Regions from separate parts of the Sus scrofa genome. Here region 2 is linked to region 1. Evidence: chromatin contacts called from public Hi-C data. All regions are on one chromosome and are shown on one strand. The core of a region is the stretch at or near the end of the contact, and the rest is flanking DNA. Distances in the headings are between cores, read along the strand shown. Region 1 has its middle 12 kb from the start of TAC4. Region 2 holds the start of PDK2 (pyruvate dehydrogenase kinase, isozyme 2).

Evidence for each region. Hi-C and Micro-C count contacts between places; a contact is called where the count stands out from the background.
Region 2: a contact with region 1 is called in a Hi-C map of retroperitoneal adipose tissue, with 2.2 times the contacts expected there. The contact joins the promoter of PDK2 here to the enhancer-like site in region 1. A contact is called at or near these places in 11 of 47 Hi-C or Micro-C datasets (embryonic fibroblasts, epiblast stem cells, fetal skeletal muscle and 7 more).

What each region holds. Positions count from the first base shown.
Region 1 is chr12:26,034,897-26,037,731 of Sscrofa11.1, forward strand. No RefSeq gene overlaps it. Among named protein-coding and RNA genes, the nearest start is that of TAC4, 12 kb to the left of the region's middle. Within about 2 kb of position 1,300, at least 14 of the 83 cell types and tissues checked have an H3K27ac peak or open chromatin away from gene starts, as enhancers often do. A contact at or near this core is called in embryonic fibroblasts, omental adipose tissue, retroperitoneal adipose tissue and 1 more, where this site is marked.
Region 2 is chr12:26,273,251-26,276,051 of Sscrofa11.1, forward strand. PDK2 (pyruvate dehydrogenase kinase, isozyme 2) reads left to right here and starts at 1,312. Exons shown (of 11, transcript XM_021067148.1): 1 at 1,312-1,569. The coding sequence starts at 1,452.

The DNA.
Region 1 (2,835 bases), core at 50-2,549:
GAACTGGGACCAGGAGGGAGGGTCCCATGGAAATTGTACTTTTGGTGAAACTCGCAAAAAAATGAAAAGGGGTGGGGAAGGCATTTAAATCCCTTAAGACTTTATTTTCGGGGAGTTCCTTGTTGTTACAAATCTGCAAGTTACAAATCCGACGGGTATCCATGAGGATTCAGATTCAATCCCCGGCCTCACTCAGTGGGTTAAGGATCTGGTGTTGCCATGAGCTGTGGTGTAGGTTGCAGACGTGGCTTGGATCTGGCATTGCTGTGGCTCTGGCGTAGGCTGGCAGCTACAGCTCTGATTCAACCCCTAGCCTGGGAATTTCCATAGGCTGTGGGTCTGGCCCTAAAAAGTCAAAACAAAACAAAACAAAACAAAAAAGAGGAAATTTATTTTCAACTAAAAACGAAAAGGAGCTGTTCTTGCTGTGGCACTGTGGGTTCAGGATGTGGCACCACTGCAGCTGTGGCATAGATTCAATCCCTGGCCCGGGAACTTCCACATGCCTCAGGTGTGGCCAAAAAAAAAAAAGGAAAAAAAAAATTCTGCTTAGATGTGACCCCCCCAAAAAATTTATTTTCAATGGACATCAAATGGCCCACAGTATTGGAAAGGACTGTACAAGACAACAACACATCGTGAAGGTGGGGGCAGGTGCCTGGACCTGAGCTTGGTTACGCTGCCATCCAAAGCGTGGGTTTTCCAACTGGCAGGTAATTCCAAGGCCTGCAGGTCTGTTGGGGGCCTGAGCTCAGCGCTTCCTCTGAGCTTTCATCGGCTGCAGCCCCGGGAACAACACTGGGACGTGCCACTGGGGAACACTGGTTCCCCCTCATCTGACAGTGGAGCCAACCCGAGGCTCAGGAAGCAGGACCATCGTTTCCAGCACAACCATTTTTTTTTCAGCATTTCATTTATTTCCAAGATGTGGGGGGGGGGCCTTGCACGTGACTGAGGGGGTGCTTGGCGTTCTGGGAGGGCGTTGGCCTGAGCCAGGCTGCCCCAGAGGGCAAGTCCTGCTCCTGGAGGCGTGCTCAGGGGACCTGGCTGGGCAGAGATGAAGGGGGCCATCCGCCCTGTTGTCCTCTGATCAGGGGAGGGGCTGGTGGTGGCCTGAACCTCAGGACGTCCCCCCACCCCGGTCCCGTGTGCCCGGGAGTGCCTGACCGCTTTGGAAGGGCAGCCCTCTGTTGCGGGGGTAGGTGGGAAGGGTGGGGCTTCCAGCAGCTCCTGGGGGCTGCAGGATGGGACCCATTTAGCCTCCTCCGTCATCTGACCCCCATGACTCAGGCCTGGCCCTGCCCGGGGAGGGCAATGGGCCAGTCTGAGCTCATCAGCACTGCCTGAGCCGAAGTGGTAAACAAGTCCCCCTCTGCCTCCCGCCCCTGAGAGGAAGCAGGGAAGAGGGTGAGGTGGGGGCCCCCTGCACCCCGCCCGGCCCAAGCCATCTGCATAACACAGGTGCGTGTCATGGGTGTCCACGGGGCCTGGAGGGTGTGTGCTGCACTCTGGCACGTGGGCAGGGTGTTTGCTGTCATTTGCGTCCTTGGGGGAATTGTAGTTAACCTTTTCCAGGGACCAGTTTGGCCAGGGCTCTTGGGACCATTTCACCTCATCCTTGGTATCTGGGGGGCCTAGAGCTGAAGGCTCAAGGGGCTGGGCCTTAAAACCTGGGGCGGGGGTGGGGTGGGGGGTGTCCCAGAGTTCCCGCTGTGGCGCGACCGGATCATGGGTGTCTTGGGAGTGCTGGGACATAGATTTGATCCCCAGTCCAGCACAATGGGTTGAGGATCCAGCTCGCTGTTGCTGCAGCTGAGGCTTAGGTCGAAACTTAGGCTCGAATTTGATCCCTGGCTCAGATCCCTGGCATGGGAACTCCATATGCTTTGTGGGGCGGGGCACAAAAAAAAAAAAAAAGAAAAAAATCTGGGGGTCGCTATGGAGTAACCCCTGGTTTGACCCACTGGATCTGTCTCCTGACCTTCAGGCCTCATGGCTCAAACTCCTGTACTGGTGGCCTGGTGGGTGGGGTCCCCTATGGCCTCTGGGAGCCCTGGGCCAGTGGTAACATCTGAGAGGCCCAGTCCTCGGCATCTTTCCTCTTGCAACATGGGATCCGAGCCGCATCTGCAATCTACAATCTGCAGCTGTGTCTGCGATCTACAATCTGCAATGCCAGATCCTTAACCCACTGAACAAGGCCAGGGATCGAACCCACAACCTCATGGTTCCCAGTCGGATTCGTTAACCACTGAACCACGACGGGAACTTCTCCCCCGCCGCCCCCCGCCCCTTTTCCTAACGCCTGTCTCTCCGTCTCCTTCCTTTCCTTTAACTTCCACTTTCCTGCTTTCCCCACCTTCCTGGCTCCTCTCAACCCAGTAAATAACACCGGCATTACTATCTGTAGCCACCAGATGGCACTAGTGTACCACGTGTGCCATCCTTACTGAGGGTTGCCCCACCGCCACCCCGCCCCCAGCCCAGGGTGATTAACCACCCTTAACCCTTCCCAGCACCCACACCCTGCCCAGGGCCTTTCTGGGATTTTAAACATGGAGGAAAACAGATGCACCAAAATATGGGCAGGGCCAGGGTGGGGGTCAGGAGCTCCCGGTTCCCCGGGAGAGGCTTTCATGCCCCAGCCTCACAAAGGATGTCCATACACCTTATGGTTTTTCCACCTCGAACCCTGTGAGGTCCTGAGTGGCATGCATGGTGCACATGAAGAGAGTGAAACTCAGAGGAATGAAGCCAGTCGCCTAGGGCGGGACAGCAAGCCCTTAGCGGGAAGGAACTTGAACCCCAGGTTTGCAGGTTCCCAAACCTGGGTTG
Region 2 (2,801 bases), core at 62-2,561, 240 kb after region 1:
CATAGCTCTGCATAGGCTATAATCATATTCTGTTATAACTATTTATTTATTTATGCAGCTCTCTCCCAGACTGAGAAATGAAACGATCGAAGGAAAAGGCAGTGTCCCAATCTTGTCTCTTTCCCTGTCCCAGCACAAAGCCTAAAATTTATTATGCCATTGGTGAATGTGAGCCCACGACTGAACAGCGAAAAACACCTCAAGGGGGTGGGGGGAGAAGCGAGGGACTTACCGCTCTCGACCACAAGAGGGCGCGCGCTGGGTTCCCACGAGAGAGCCGGTTGGCTGAGGAAGGGCGGGCTCTCCGCCTCCAGCACCAATCATCTCCCAGGACCTTTCTCTAAGAACGCTCAGAGCGAAAAAGGTTGCTTTCTTAGGTCCAAAGAGAAGAGAATAAAAAAATAAAAGTGTTTTGGGAGTTTCCCTCGTGGCTCAGCGGAAACGAATCTTACTAGCATCCATGAGGATGCAGGTTCGATCCCTGGCCTCGTTCAGTGGGTTAAGGGTCCGGCGTTGCCATGAGCTGTGGTGTAGGTCGCAGACGCGGCTCGGATCCCGAGTTGCTGTGGCTCTGGCGTAGGCCGGCAGCTACAGCTCCGATTTGACCCCTAGCCTGGGAATCTCCATGTGCCGCTAGTGCGGCCCTAAAAAGACAAAAAAAAAAAAAAAAAGTTTTTTGAAAACTTCATTGTAGCACTGATGGTAAGGGTTGCCTCTGCCGCCTCCAGGTGTTAATTAGGAGGTTGACTGACTTTTTTAACTGGAAAAGCAACATGCCGCCTTTTCATGAGCTGCTTGGATCTTTGTGATACGAGGGACTGACGTGGGCTCGCATCCAGATCCCGAAGTTAGCAAACATTCAATCTGAGTCACTGTCATCTGAATTGGGAACCCACTAGACCCCCTAAGGGAGAGCAGATGGGAATCAAGATAGGTGAATCGGGACACTTTGGGAGGAAATGGGGTGCGCTGACAGCTACCGGAACAATCTCAGAGACGAGACGTGAAGGAGTCTGAGGAGGGAGCGGGGAAAGGAAGGAGTAGAATAGGTATGGGAATAACGAGCCTCTGGGAAGGGAGGGGTTAACCCCTATGGGCGGGGAGGAGGAAGGGCGGGGTGACACCCGGGAGGCGGGCTCTCCGCCCGGCCTCCCGAAAACAACAGGCCGCTCCGGGCAAACACGGAGTTAAGGGGGCGGGCCCAGGGGGCAGCCACGTGCCGGGGCGAGAGGCAATTGGCTCTCCGGAAGTTGTTTGTGAGCGGCCATTGGCGACGTCGGGGCGCCGCGACGAGCCGATTGGCCGGACTCGGAGCCCCGCCAGGGCGGTGGTGGGGAGGAGGCGGCCTGGGCGGCGCGGGACCCGAGTGGGCCAAGCCGAGCGCCAACGCTGCCCGCGCGGGGTGCGGAGCCCGAGCCCGAGCCCGAGCCCGAGGCGCGGCCGCCGCTGCCATGCGCTGGGTCCGCGCGCTACTGAAGAATGCGTCCCTGGCAGGGGCGCCCAAGTACATCGAGCACTTCAGCAAGTTCTCCCCGTCCCCGTTGTCCATGAAGCAGTTTCTGGACTTCGGTACGAGGGGGCGGGAGGCGGCTGGCCACCGGGACCTGCGGGGGAGGGGGGGCTGGGGGGGAGGAAGGCGTCCTGGCCGTGAAGGGTTAACACGGAGGTTGAGAGAGACCGAGTGACGGGAAGGGTTGGCTTGCAGGGGTCCAGGCAGGAGAGGGTTAACGGAGAGGCCGGAGGCAGCCGGCCTTAAAAGGGTTAGGGCACCCCGGCTGGAGAGACTAGGCAGTGGGAAGTGGGGGCGCTGAGGAGGGATCGGAGGTATCTTCTCGGGCTTTGTGAGGGGTCTTGGTGAGGAAGGGGCAGTGAGGCGGTGATGTTAGGGCTGGAAGGCACGAAAGGGTTCCTGGGGTTGTTCTGGCGATTCTAAGAGTGAGGGTCAGAGAAGAAATGGGCCGGGATGCTGGTGGCTGTAAGGAGGCAGGGCTGGGAGGCACAGCCATCTGGAAGGAGACCTGTGCAGGGCAGACGTGGAGGGGTCAGTTGGGGGCAGGGGCTCTCTCAGATGAGTCAACAGGAGGGACACCCTGACCAGTACACCTCCGCCCACTGAAGGAGCTGCCCTCCAGCTGTCCCAGTGGGCAAGGACACTTGAAGATCAAATCTGCTGTGGCCTGGCCATCTGTCTCCAGCTGGGCAGGGGTCTGGGGCGCTGTGAGGTGCAGTCGGGTGCCTTGTACCCACCCTTGGCTGCCCCTGGGTTCTTGTGCCAGGGTGGCCTAACACCCCCCACCACCACCACCATTCTGGGGGTGGCTCTGGAGCCAGAGCAAGGCTGTGCCAACGTGGTGACTGAAACAGGCATTGTGTGGTCCCTGTCTGTTCCCACCGTGTTTCCATGGTGCCAGCTGGGGATTAGAAGGGGGGGTGCCCCTTCTCTCAAGAGTTGAGGAGAGACAGTGCCTGGCTCAGGTTACAGCTGCGTCACTGATGGCAGGCGGGGGAAGGTGGCAGTCAGGACACGGGGCACCTGTTCCCCAAGACCTGTCTGCCTGAGCTCCTCCCGTGTAGGAAAGCCTCCAGAGCCCCCTCTCAACCCCCTGCAGCTGCCCAGCCCGGCCTGGACCCCAGTTACAGAACTGTCACAGCTGGGAAGGGCTCAGGGTAGAGTCTGGTTCCCTCGGGGTACAGCGGGGGAAGCAGACCTTCAGAAGGATGGGGTACAGCAGGGGAAGCAGACCTTCAGAAGCATGGTGACGTGCCTTGGGTGACAGAGTTGGAAGCAGAAGCTGGACTTA